Linked DNA regions of Mus musculus: region 1 is linked to region 2. Evidence: chromatin contacts called from public Hi-C data. All regions are on one chromosome and are shown on one strand. The core of a region is the stretch at or near the end of the contact, and the rest is flanking DNA. Distances in the headings are between cores, read along the strand shown.

Region 1 (6,060 bases), core at 1,815-4,314, 49 kb after region 2:
AGACCTCATATGCAGTAGTGCTATACGCACAGCACCTCGTATGCAGTAGTGCTATACGCACAGCACCTCGGAGGCTTCAGCACTGACTGAGGAAGCTCCCGCTCCTGTCTCTGAATTCATAATTCCAAGGTGGTTGAATTTGGAGACGGAGCCTGTTAATGAGTGAAGCCCTGACCTAATAAGATCAGTATCTTTATAAGAAAAGATATATGGGGTGGGAGTGGGGGTTGCTGGAGGGACAGAGCAGCAGTTAAGATGCATGCCGCTGCTCTTGCAGAGGATCAAGTTTGGCTCCCTGCACTGATGATGTTAAGAAGCTCACAAGTGCCTGGTACTCCACCTCCAGGGAAACTGACATCCTGGCTTCTATGGGCACGATGTTCATGTGTACATGCTCACAGAGACAAATAAATACACATATCCATAATTAAAAATAAGCTACATCTTTAAAAAACAAAATAAGAAAAGACACACTAAATCAGTTGTGGTGGTGCATACTTATAATCTTAGCACCCAGAGGCCAAGGCAGGAGGGCTAAGTGTCTGACGTCAAAAGGAGAGACCTTGAAGAGCTTATTCCCAGTTGCCCCATGGCTACACAGGAAAGGCTGTGTGATGTCTAAAGACAGAGTGAGAAGGAGGCTGTCTAAAAACAGGAAGACGTCATAATTTCTTACAAACCAGCTAGAACTAACTCTATCTTGCCCTCTGGCCTCTAGAACTATGGGAGACAGAATTTCTGTTGTTTAAGCTACACAGGCTATGGTATTTTGTGGGTATCTTATGGTATTACACAAGTTCATACAATACACCAAGCATACTAAACGCTGCTGAGTTTGGAAGAGTGATGGACTTTAGCTGTCGTCCCTGTCCCTGGCAAATGCGGGACATACTGAGCAGGCACTGGAGTAAAACCTCAGACTGACAAATTACTTGTTTAGGCTCTACCCAAGCTCCTCCCCACAAGCCCCAGACCACCATTTGTAAAATAGTGGTAAAAGTCAACTAATATAATTCAGAAAAATACTTTAAAAAATTTTACAATTCAATACACTTTGTTGTTATTTATTTATTTTTTAAACAAAGCAGAGTGCTTTTCAATAAAAAAGCATAAGAATGAGCCGGGCATGGTGGTGCACGCCTTTAATCCCAGCACTTGGGAGGCAGAGGCAGGCCTGGTCTACAGAGTGAGTTCGAGGACAGCCAGGGCTACACAGAAACCCTGTCTCGAAAAAACCAAAAAAAAAAAAAAAAAAAAAAAAGCATAAGAATAAAACTACTACACTTTTTCCTACCTGAGGCAAATTAAACAGGTGAAGAAGGAAAGAGATGACTGCAAAGCTAGAAACATCTTTGTAAAGATGGTGCCCTACTATGCACCCAGAGCGCCTCTGTACCTGTGTTCTCCTGCCTCACTCCACTCAGTGCCAGCCCTAGGTGCCCCTCACACTCAGCTTAGAACCCCATCCTTAAATAACAGGACAGAAAAGCTCAGAAGTAAAATTATTCACCATAGACTATGGATGCAAGAAAAGAGAAATAACTGTGTACAACAAGAGGGGAGTGGTTAAATAAAGAGATATACAAAGCAGTGACTTACATAATTGTTAAAACTTATGCTTGTAAAGACTACTTCAGGACATGGGAAACATTCTCATGACTCACTGTTAGATACAGAAGATACAAAACTACACATAATAGGAAATAATTTCAATAATCTTTTCACCCACTGAACCATCCTATCTATACCTTACCTACTAATTTATAGTATGACATCAAATAGTCTTTGAGTAGTGACTTACAGTTAAATTAATTTTATCTTTGTTCTCTTCACATTGTCAAACTTGATTTTCATGATTGGTTTTATTTTTATGTTTTTACTTCAAATTATAATTTAAAATTTTAAATCCAGAAGTGAAAGTGAAAGTGAAATTTCTCCCCAAACCCCCTAGAGCTTAGCACCACTCAAGAGTCTGGTTTGCTTTCCAGCCTTCTCTCATGTTTATCACTTTCACAATGCGGAGTTATCAAGGTGCAATCACACACGGAATGCCTCTGCTACACTTGCATTTTCTCCCCCCCCCAATATTTTATTTTTTATTCACTTTACATCCAGATCACAGCTCACCCCCTGCCTCCTCTCCTTCCAGTCCAGCACTCACAAATTGCTCCCTCCATTACCTCTCCATTTCTCCTCAGAGGAGGAGGAGCCGCCCTCCCCTCGGATACCAACCCATCCTGTGACATCTAGTCCCAGCAGGACTAATCAAACCCTCCCCTGCTAAGGCCCCGCTAGGCAGTCCAGGTAGGGGAAGGGGATCCACTGGCAGGGAACAGACTCTGGGTCAGCCAGCCCCTGCTCCACTTGTTAGGGAACCCACCCGAAGACCAAGCTGCACATTTGCTACAAATGTGTAGGGCTACACTTGCATTCTCAACCAGCTAGTCCAGGTGTGAACCTGGAAATCCTTTTAGTATAGTCTTTAGTAGTATTACAAATGGACTGACATGTGTACATGGGAAATCTACTCTACACAGGTTGTGCAACTGTCCTCCTACCATGGGCTCTATGTCCTGAGGGTCTCAATTAATGCTCAGAAAAATGCCTTCCCCTCCGGCCCATAAAACCCAAGTCAAAGTTTCAAGTTAGACTCCTTCAGTGATTTTACTAACAATTAAGGGAATGAGAAGTGATCTGTTTTTAAATGTTCAATACTAATTTTTGATCACAAGTAGAAATGGAATTATTAATATATATAGCTATGATAATCTTTCAGAAAATAAGTGGGCTATAGTGAATGTATATGAAGTCATGTGAACAAAGGAACTGAAAGATTCTTTGGTGTATGCATTTACTTATGGGTCTCAAAGAAAGGTAGTTGGAAGGAGCTAACAAAATGATGCACATCAGTCCTGGAGATGTTTACGGCCTGCTCTGAGTTTCAGGGTAGCACTGCCAGTGCTGGGGCCAGTTCCAGTTTGACTCTCATGCCTACAAATGTGAATATACCATGTAGCAACGTCTGTATCTTCTGCAAACCATTTCCTGTCTGTTTCCTAGTAACTACAACAATCACAAGCTTTAAAAATAGCTTGCCCTATATATTATAGCAGACAGTGTTCAATCTGTGTTTTGGGCCTGGTGCCTTTACAGGCAAGACTTCAACACACTGCATTTTAATTTCTTCAAGAGAATTAGATCGTAAAAATGAATTATGCTGCCCTATTTTATGTCTAAATGCTGAGCATGAATTACACTAATGTGTAATGCTAGGCAAACACAGGCACAAAAAGCAGACTGTCCACAGGAAGTAGCCTCATCTTTAGGGCTGGACAGTAACTATTCTTGTATAGCAAGTTGGCTTACCACCTGTTGTGACAGTCTGGTATGGAGCTGCCACCACCACTGTGCTCCACAAAGTCCATGCAACTCATGAATCTGCTTGACATCCAGAGGTCTTAACTGAATGGCATTTGCCATCCCGTTTCTAAGCTTGGAGTTCTACACTCTCAACCCCAATGTTAGCGTCCCCTCCTCTCCTATTTCATGTCCATCCCCATATTTCAGGCCCTGCATCATCTCCCTCCTGGACCCATGCTTACTGAGCTCCCACTGTCCTTGCTCCCTTGCCTGTCTGCTGGAGAACCGCTCAGGCAGTCTCCAAGACCAGCATGCATGCAGTGTCTCCTTACTCAGGTCTTCAGCTGGTGCCTGACTATTCTATCAGCTGTCCCAATAAGTCACCAGTTCCACACCCGGAACACTGCCTAAAGAACTGACCTCCTTGCTTGCCCTTCAAAGCAAACATACACGTTTTTACTTGTACAGTTTTCCTTCCCATGCCCTTTCCCTCAGAAGAACAACTGCTTTGACATAGATGGGCCTGATTACCTACAGTACCCTCCCTTTCCTGATGAAACCCCGCCCTAATTTCCAGCCACACAGATTCTACTCTACTTTGCAACTCTAGTTGTGAGAGTTACCCCCAAATTTTCCTGATCAAGTACAAAATCAATTCCCCTACTTCTTTCTAGGTTCATTTGACTGACATTTCATCAGTTTATTCAGTAGTTGGCCTGCTGTGTTAGTTTCATACAATTTGTGTTAGACTACAGTCTAGTAGAGTATTAGGCAAGCTCATGTCTGATTCATGTTTTTTGTTATCTAAAGAGGGTAAAATATGGGAAAACAGTATTTGTTGACTATTTAAAATCTACCCTAAACCACACAGATTATCTTACTCGTAACAATGGCTTCCTAAAATACATATATAGAACATAGTTTTATACAGAGCAAAATGAAATTCACCTTGCCCAAATTCACACAGCTTAGTGAAGCAGCCTGAACACACTCTACATTCTTTTAGGATACTGTTTCCTATTAATATGATCATCTCTATAGCACTTGGTACTGAGTATATACCACTTACAAGTCAAAAAGAATCCATTGCATGAAAGAAGTGGTCATCTTTCATTTCCTGGCAGTCCACTTTATGCAATACACTGAATACAAACTAAACCCATTAAGCACGCCCAGGCTGGATCAAAAAGGATGCTCACTCAGTCAAAAAGAGATCTTATACTTTGTATTTAAGGTTTGCTGTGCAGAAAGAACACAACAATAACAAAGTGTAACTCAGCACAATAGGTAACATTTTGTTTTTAAAATCATAACTTGTGAAGAGTCAGCCAACCTACCTCCTGACTTAGTCATACACCCAAACAGTTATGAAGAAACTTTAAAACTTGGGAAAGAAGAGGAACTGCTTAGGGAAGGAAGAAACAGAGGGCTTATGTGGCCTGGAGCTGTTACTTAAACAATGAGACCCGATCTCTGAACATTTTGATACAATTCTTCACCAAAACAACATTCAACAAAACCATACTACCACACTATGTATGAAACCGAGGTCTCCACCCACTCTCCACTGCATCACAAGCACACCACGAAAGCACAGCACCTTACCTTTGGAGTGTCGACACACTCTTCCTCCATAAAGGCAGCTTCTGCTTGACAGCTGGATGTTGGAAATGAAAAGGCCTCCACATTGGATGCCTGTGGGAGGAGGGTAGATCGCATCAGTCTCACGTTCGGTGGATGCAAGGTCACTGGCAGCCCCACAGTTTGTGCCTGAAAATATGGCAAGAACAGACAGTGTGGGAACAAATATACTCACTGCTCTTGGAACAAGAGTTATTTGCTGGAACTCCAGAAAAGATTTGATTGCGTGTGTATGTGTGTGTGTGCACACATATGTGGTGAACACTGAATTTAAAGTCTCACTAGTCAGATATTCTCAAATAAATTATACAGAGTTTGGTTCCTGTCTCATAATGATAGTCTTTCACACAAGCAACAAGATGGCCTTATAAAGAATCAAAGAGTGGTCTTTGTCTCAAGTCAATAAACTATTTTTTTCTTATTTTTAAAACTATTCTACCTGGAAAGATTAAAGAAAAAAAAAGGCTCATAGGAGCTCAACAAGGAGGTACAGATGAACACAATCCCCAGAGCTAGTACAATAAGTATAGGAAGTAATTCTATTTTCCTACCTCCCCTCCCCACGAACAGAGGAAGACGACAGAAGTGGCTACTCAAGGTGATAGGAAGGTCCCTTTCTTTTGAGAAGATGCAGTCTGAATACATACAGCCTGCTAGAGCGACAGGAGAAATGCTTATTGCTGCAGAGTTCCTTCCTGGGACCAGCCTGCTCCACAGAACTTGGGTCTCTTTCTGTCTTTGTTTCTTATAAACTCTGGGCCTACTGCTTGTATCTCTTAAGTGATGGAGTATCAGACATGAGCCACCACATTTTGGCTTTCTGTGGGTGGTTCATTCCATTGTTCTGTCTCCTTTGTCAATGCTTTAAGTGAACAAGGACAGGCAACTCTCCTTCTAGCCATAGCCTTAGAAACTGGCAGAATAACTTTTCAGATGTGCTTTGAACATAATAGACACTGTGACAATCTGGGGGACAATCATCATACCAGACTCCCATAGGAAGAAGCAGAGCCTCCATTTTCCCTGCTATAGTTATGGCAGAAGATACAGGATGCTGAC
Region 2 (6,269 bases), core at 653-3,152:
TTATTAAATGTTACTTAAATTTTCAAATATAAACCAACATTATGTTCTCTTAAAACTAGTCTTTATACAGCTACAAAACCAGATTTACAAGTTAAATATACATGAAGCCACAAGGCCAATATTATTAAAATCAATAATGTTGATATTTTTGTAATTTAGTATGACAAATGTGTCTGACACTAAAGCCAAGCCACGCTTTGGGAGTCTGGGCTTGCTGGCCCAAGCTCAGCTTCTCTAGGCTTTGCTCTGCTCATGCCTCCAGTTTCTCCCCCTTTTTTTTTTTTTTTTTTTTTTTACCTTGTTTAGAGCCATTGAGACTGTAATTGCATGGTACCCTCTGTCTTCCATTTTGTGCATAAAAACATATTTTTCATTTAGCTTCCACCTCTGTTCATTTCTTAGGAGCCCAGAACAATGAAAGCTGTGCTGAAACTCACGCAAATACGGGTGCTGAAATCCTGTGCAGGGCTGATTCAGGTAGTCCCTGGGGGCCAGCTAGATGGCTCAGTGGATAAAGGCATGTGTCACCAAACCTGACAACCAGAGTTCAGTTACTGGAACCCACTTGGTAGAAGTAGATAACCCACTCCGCAAGCTGTCCTCTGACTACACTTGTTCAGTGGCTCATGTGTGTACATACCACACATATACACAGTTTTTGTAATTAAAAAAGATAGCCACCCCAGCAGTCCAGACCATGCCTTAAGTAAGTGAATCTAAAAATTATCAAAATAAAACGAGAGTCTTCAAGCATTCATTCGTGGACAGAAGTTGAAAAAACAAAAACCGCAAACTGAAGTCTGTTGGTTCTCAAGCTTTGACTATGAAAGGCTATCTCCTAGTAGGCATCCCATGCTTTAAAAAGAAAAAAAAAAAAACTTACCTCCTAAGTTGCATTTATTAATGACAATTTCCTTAAGGCACAAAATAGTGTCATCTGAGAACTTGTGACAGAGCTACCAATCTAAGTTGCTTATATCTAAGTCGAAAGGAGAGATAGTTACTTTGTGCCATTCCATAGGGCAAGTGGAACATTTTCCATTAAGTTCTGTGTAAAAAGGCCCAGGCCCACCTCCTCCTGGAGTCCTTTAGGGGGACTCCTGGAGGTCTAGGGAGGCCAGTTTACACCCGCACCGAACTGGGGTGAGTAAAACTGGGCCCAGTTATGTTAGGTTGTTGTGCTTCTTGGTAAAGAAGGAAAAAAAAAGAGAAGACAATACAACAGAAGGCGCCATTCCAGTACCACACTGAAAAGAAACACAAAAACAAGAGAGCAGCATGTTTTGAACAGCTTGCGTGGAAAAAATATTGACTGGGGAGTTTGGACAGCACTGTTCATTTTCTCTCACCGCCCTCATTATTTGTCTTAAGGAGCAGGAGCCAGCCACGATTTTGGCAAACAGGCCAGAGGAAGGTGTGTGTGTGTGTGTGTGTGTGTGTGTGTGTGTGTGTGTGCGCGCGCGCGCGCGTGTAGAGGCTTGTCGCCCAAGGGGAAATTAAGACCAAGACCCAGTGGCTCAGGGCCAGCATGAAGCCTGGGGGTGGGGGTGGAGGTTGGGGTGGAGGGGGAGGTGTTAAAGCTTCTTCCTCCTGGCCTGTCTCTGAGTTCTACTTGAGGCTCGGCATCCATCATTAAGGCCCGTCTCCTTCAGAGCACAGCAAGGAGACGATGAATCCCTGCCCTTGTTTCTTTCGGCTGGGGAAAGGATGCAGGGGTTCCATTGGTTTTTTCGGCCCGCCCTTCTTCTGGAGTTCAGACCTCCAGTTCCAGCAATGGGGGTCAGGCCGGAGCCTCCACGCGCAGGGAAAAAACTTGATTCCATCAGTTCCTCGGAGCCGGCTGATTGGATTTAGCCCCGCCTGTTTGTGTGTGGGGCGTGGCCTGAGCGCGGGGCGTGGCCTGAGCGCGGGGCGTGGTCTGGGCACGGGGCCTTCGGCGGCGACCAGCCAGAGGAGGAAGAACATGGCGGGCGCAGCAGGGCCAGGGTCCGGTCCGGGGGCAGCGGGTGGAGATGGAGACGATTCGCTCTACCCGATCGCGGTTTTAATCGACGAGCTCCGCAATGAGGACGTGCAGGTACTAGGCTGGGCTGGGGAGCCGAGGCGAGGGCGGAAGCGCACATGGTAGGGAAGCGGAAAGGCCGGCTCAGCCCTGGGGGCGACCCCCGGGGTGGCAGAGTCGTATTCAGCCCCGGGACGGAGGCGTGGGGCGGCGGGTGCGCGGTGGTCCGTCTCAGCTCCGCTGCCCTCCTCCGACCCTCTGGGGTGGTGGCGTCCATCTGCTCCCGGCAGTGGGCGGGGAACCGGTTCGCACCTCGGGTGGACCAGCGCAGGCGGGCTGCGGGGCCGCCGGGAGCGGAGGAGCGGCCCCCGGCCCCCGTTCCCTTTGAAGTGATGCGGAGTGTCCGTCCCCGGGCAAACTAGCTGGGCTGGTTGGGTGGAAAGAGCGCGGCGGCTGATTAACCCAGATGAGTGGTGCATCAGTTGTGATAGAACTTTTCCCTGAAAAGGGAGGAGTTGTGCTTAACCGTTTCTTTCACCCACTTCTCTCCATCCAGAGTTCTCTCTTTTCAGACCCTCTCATTGTCCGCGTGTTTTCATTCATTCGTTTCTTCCCCGGCCCTTCAGTGTTCTCCCTAAGATAGCTTCTGGCTAATGACGTGTTAAACGGTCCTTGAGTTTTCCTAGGATTAAGATCTAAGTGAAAGGCTCATTCATCATTATACTGTGTCCCAGTATCTCACCTATTTGCTTCTTTGACCAGAATTGCAATCATCTCTTTGCTTTGTTCTCCCTCCCACTTTGTTTTTAAAGCTCCGTCTCAACAGTATTAAGAAGTTATCAACTATAGCTCTAGCACTCGGGGTAGAAAGGACTCGAACGGAACTGCTGCCTTTCCTTACAGGTTTGTGTCCCTTGAAAGATACACGCTCCATTTCTATTGGCTTTTAAACTATTTTTATTTAATTTTCTTAGTTTGTTACCTAGAGTAGCGATAAGTACTAGACTGAGCCTTGCCTTCTGCAAGGTGTATAGAAATGCTACATATAGTCAGACATACTCAAACATAAACCGTGTAGCTAGTGGGAAGGTGATTGATGTGAAATATGGATTTCTTTGTAAATGATTTATTTTATATGCATTGGTGTTTTGCCTGCATGTGAAAGTGACAGATCCCCTGGAACTGGAGTTATAGGCAGTTGTTAAGTTGCCATGTGGGTGCTGGGCATTGAACGCTGCTTCTCTGGAAGAGCAGCCAGTGCCCTTAACCACTGAGCCATCTCTCCAGCTCCAGGATGTGAGTTTCTTAATAATTGTGTGAAACATTCAGGAAGACTTGTGGTAGTCATCTATAAGATGGAACACAGCTCCAATATAGCTCCAATATAGGAGCTAGAGAAAGCACCCAAGGAGCTGAAGGGGTCTGCAGCCCTATAGGTGGAACAACAATATGAACTAACCAGTACCCCCGGAGCTCGTGTCTCTAGCTGCATATGTAGCAGAAGATGGCCTAGTCGGCCATCACTGGGAAGAGAGGCCCCTTGATCTTGCAAACTTTATATGCCCCAGTACAGGGGAACGCCAGGGCCAAGAAGTGGGAGTGGGTGGGTAGGGGAGCAGGGCGGGGGTGGGGGGTATAGGGAACTTTCGGGATAGCATTTGAAATTTGAAATGTATATAAAGAAAATATCTAATAAAAAAACTGACAAAAAAAGACTTGTGATTTAGAGAGGGATGAAAATGCTTTTAGGATTCTAGTTGCAACCGCTCTGTGAGAGCCAGCGCAGTGGCCCTTGCCCCTGTGGTAACCAGCTGTTGTTGTTTTCAGATACTATTTATGATGAAGATGAGGTGCTGTTAGCTCTCGCCGAGCAGCTGGGAAATTTCACTGGTTTGGTGGGCGGTCCTGACTTTGCCCACTGTCTGCTGGTGAGTACTTTTCTATCGTCTATGCTCCTTCTAGAACTTTGTAGGATCAACAGTGCCTTTATTAACTGGTGATAGGCACATTGCAGCATTTTATGCAGACTTCTTATGGGCAGATGACAATAATAATACTAACAAGACTTAGATCTTACCAGCCGAATGTAAGCTTGTTTCTGCCTCTATAGACTTATTATTTCAGAGATGCGGAGGGAAAGAACTTGATTTGGTTCCCCTTTTTCTTTTGTTTGTAATTTTTTTTATTAGATATTTTCTTTATATACATTTCTAATGCTATCCCGAAAGTTCCCTATAACCACCCTGCTCCCCTGCTCCCTTCCTCCCCACTCCTGCTTCTTGGCCCTGGCATTGTTTGTATTTTTTGAGGCAAGGTCTTGTTTTGTAGCCTTGGTTCTATATAGAACAGGCTAGCTTTGAACTCATAGAGATCCTCCTGCCTCTGCCTCCAGAGTGCTGAGATTAAAGGTATGCATCACTATGCAGATGAACTAGACCTTAAAGGATGACTAGAAGCTGACCAGCTGACAAGGCAGGGCTGTCTGTTTAGGGGTTTAAGCACTGTGTATTCAATGCTGGCTCCCATGGTTCCTAGCTCTACCTTGATGGTTCTGTAGAACTCCAGACATAGATGGAGAAGAGGTAAGTGGACACTTGTAGAAATCACAACAGATTTAGATACGGGTTGTCATTTTTCCCTCAAAACGTGCCTCTTTTTGAGTCATATCACTAGCTACCTAGCTATACAAGGCCAGCCTAGAAGATAGCTTTGATGTCAAATTACGTCAGAGAAGTTGAAGCCTGGGCCTTTGCATGCTAGGTGAGTGTTCCTTCACCGAGCTACAGCCCAGCAGAGGAAGGCCTCCTTAAATCCTCTCCCCCTTCACGCCTAAGCTATTAGTCTTGTCGACTGCATCCATCCCAGTTCAGTCTTCATTTGTGCATTCATGGGCACTTGTGCCTGGCTAGTAGCATTGTTGTGGGGCTTCTGTCCTTGGACTCGTTTGCTTCCTTGCAGTGAGTCAGAAAAACTCTTCTGCCACACTTTATTACTGCCATGTTGTTGTGCTGAGGCTCATGTTGTTTCTTCTGGTAGCTATTTGGATTCACAGCAGTGAAAAACTCATTATATATACGCATGTTCCTCTTGGTAACTTCATTCCATGCACATTGGTCTTTCCTTATAAGCCCAGGTCATTGTTGCCCAGACGTTGGCTGTAGATGTTATCTTCAGAGAGATGCTATTTAGAGTTTTCTATAGTGGAGTCCGTGTAAGTCGGACAACTCCATTTTGTATCTTGAGAGGCCTTGCCTGTCACAACCACCCCTTGCCCGTCACCCTGTTGTAATTTGACATCTCCCCCATTAGAATGTAGGCTCCCTTAGAGCATCCTGTGTGTTCATTCCTTCTGGATCCTTGGCGTTACTGCACAGCAGTATTCATCGATGGCTTGCAGCTGTGAAGCTTGTTGGGTTCAGAGCTGCGTGAGTGAAAAGCTAGGGCTGGTGACGCACTCACCAGGGCTCAGAGAAGGGCACTGGGAATAGGCAGAATTCAAATGAAGGGACAACTCATAAGGCATTTGCCGGAGTTTGGCCATCTCCGTGGTAGTGCTAGAATATGTTGCAGTAGGCAGGGGACAGATCATGAAAGACTGCCTAGTAAGAAGCCATGTCTTTTCAGTGGACCTTTGACCCACCCTCTAGGAAAGCTACAAAGCTCTCTATTTTTTTGAATGGTATTGAGCGGCACATTTCTTCTCTTGGAGTCCTGATCCTCTTTCCTGGTTAGCCTGCCGTGGAGTTCTGTTCTGATCTCACAGCTTTAGCTTATGCTGAGTCACCTGGGACCAAATACAAATGTTTAGAAGGGCAGCTAGAGGTTCAGAGAAGCAGCCTGTTTCTGCTGTCCACCAGGCTGCGTCACATCGGCTTACTGACGAGCTCGACCTTGAACCTCTTTGTCTTTTATGTCTCTGGATCTGCAAGCTCACCCCCATCTCTGCATTTGTTTTTGACTGTTCTTTGGCTCATGGAAAGATTCTGAATATATTTGGGGAAAAAATGGTGTTGTAGTCAGCTTTTTATTGGTTGGGAAAATTGCGTTGCTTACACCTCCAGGAATGGTAGGATGGTGCAGGAAAGGGCATGAACTCTGTAGCCTGGCAAGAGATGATCAGGCAGTGTGGCCCCCACGCTTGGCCATAGTTTTGGACTTGTTCCTAAGGAAATAGCACATTTGTTTCTTGGTGTGGCTGCATATCATTTAAACACCCCCTCCAAATAATAGTAATTCTGTGTCAAGTCTCTTCCACAGTGTCATTTGT

What was found. Hi-C and Micro-C count contacts between places; a contact is called where the count stands out from the background.
Region 1: a contact with region 2 is called in a Hi-C map of CD8 T cells, with 2.1 times the contacts expected there. The contact joins the enhancer-like site here to the promoter of Ppp2r1b in region 2. A contact is called at or near these places in 2 of 39 promoter capture datasets (the HPC-7 cell line and liver), 1 of 15 datasets of contacts at CTCF or cohesin (pro-B cells), 25 of 484 Hi-C or Micro-C datasets (the 3T3-L1 cell line, CD4 T cells, CD8 T cells and 19 more), 6 of 115 datasets of contacts at active chromatin or transcription factors (the 230-238 cell line, bone marrow-derived macrophages, embryonic stem cells and 1 more) and 4 of 9 other capture datasets (adipose tissue, embryonic stem cells, liver and 1 more).

Annotation. Positions count from the first base shown.
Region 1 is chr9:50,902,442-50,908,501 of GRCm38.p6, forward strand. It overlaps Sik2 (salt inducible kinase 2), which reads right to left. Exons shown (of 16, transcript NM_178710.3): 9 at 4,966-5,130. Among named protein-coding and RNA genes, the nearest start is that of Gm25558, 18 kb to the left of the region's middle. Within about 2 kb of position 3,065, at least 59 of the 459 cell types and tissues checked have an H3K27ac peak or open chromatin away from gene starts, as enhancers often do. A contact at or near this core is called in the 230-238 cell line, CD8 T cells, the G1E-ER4 cell line and 7 more, where this site is marked.
Region 2 is chr9:50,855,022-50,861,290 of GRCm38.p6, forward strand. Ppp2r1b (protein phosphatase 2, regulatory subunit A, beta) reads left to right here and starts at 1,903. Exons shown (of 15, transcript NM_028614.3): 1 at 1,903-2,077; 2 at 2,815-2,905; 3 at 3,830-3,930. The coding sequence starts at 1,964.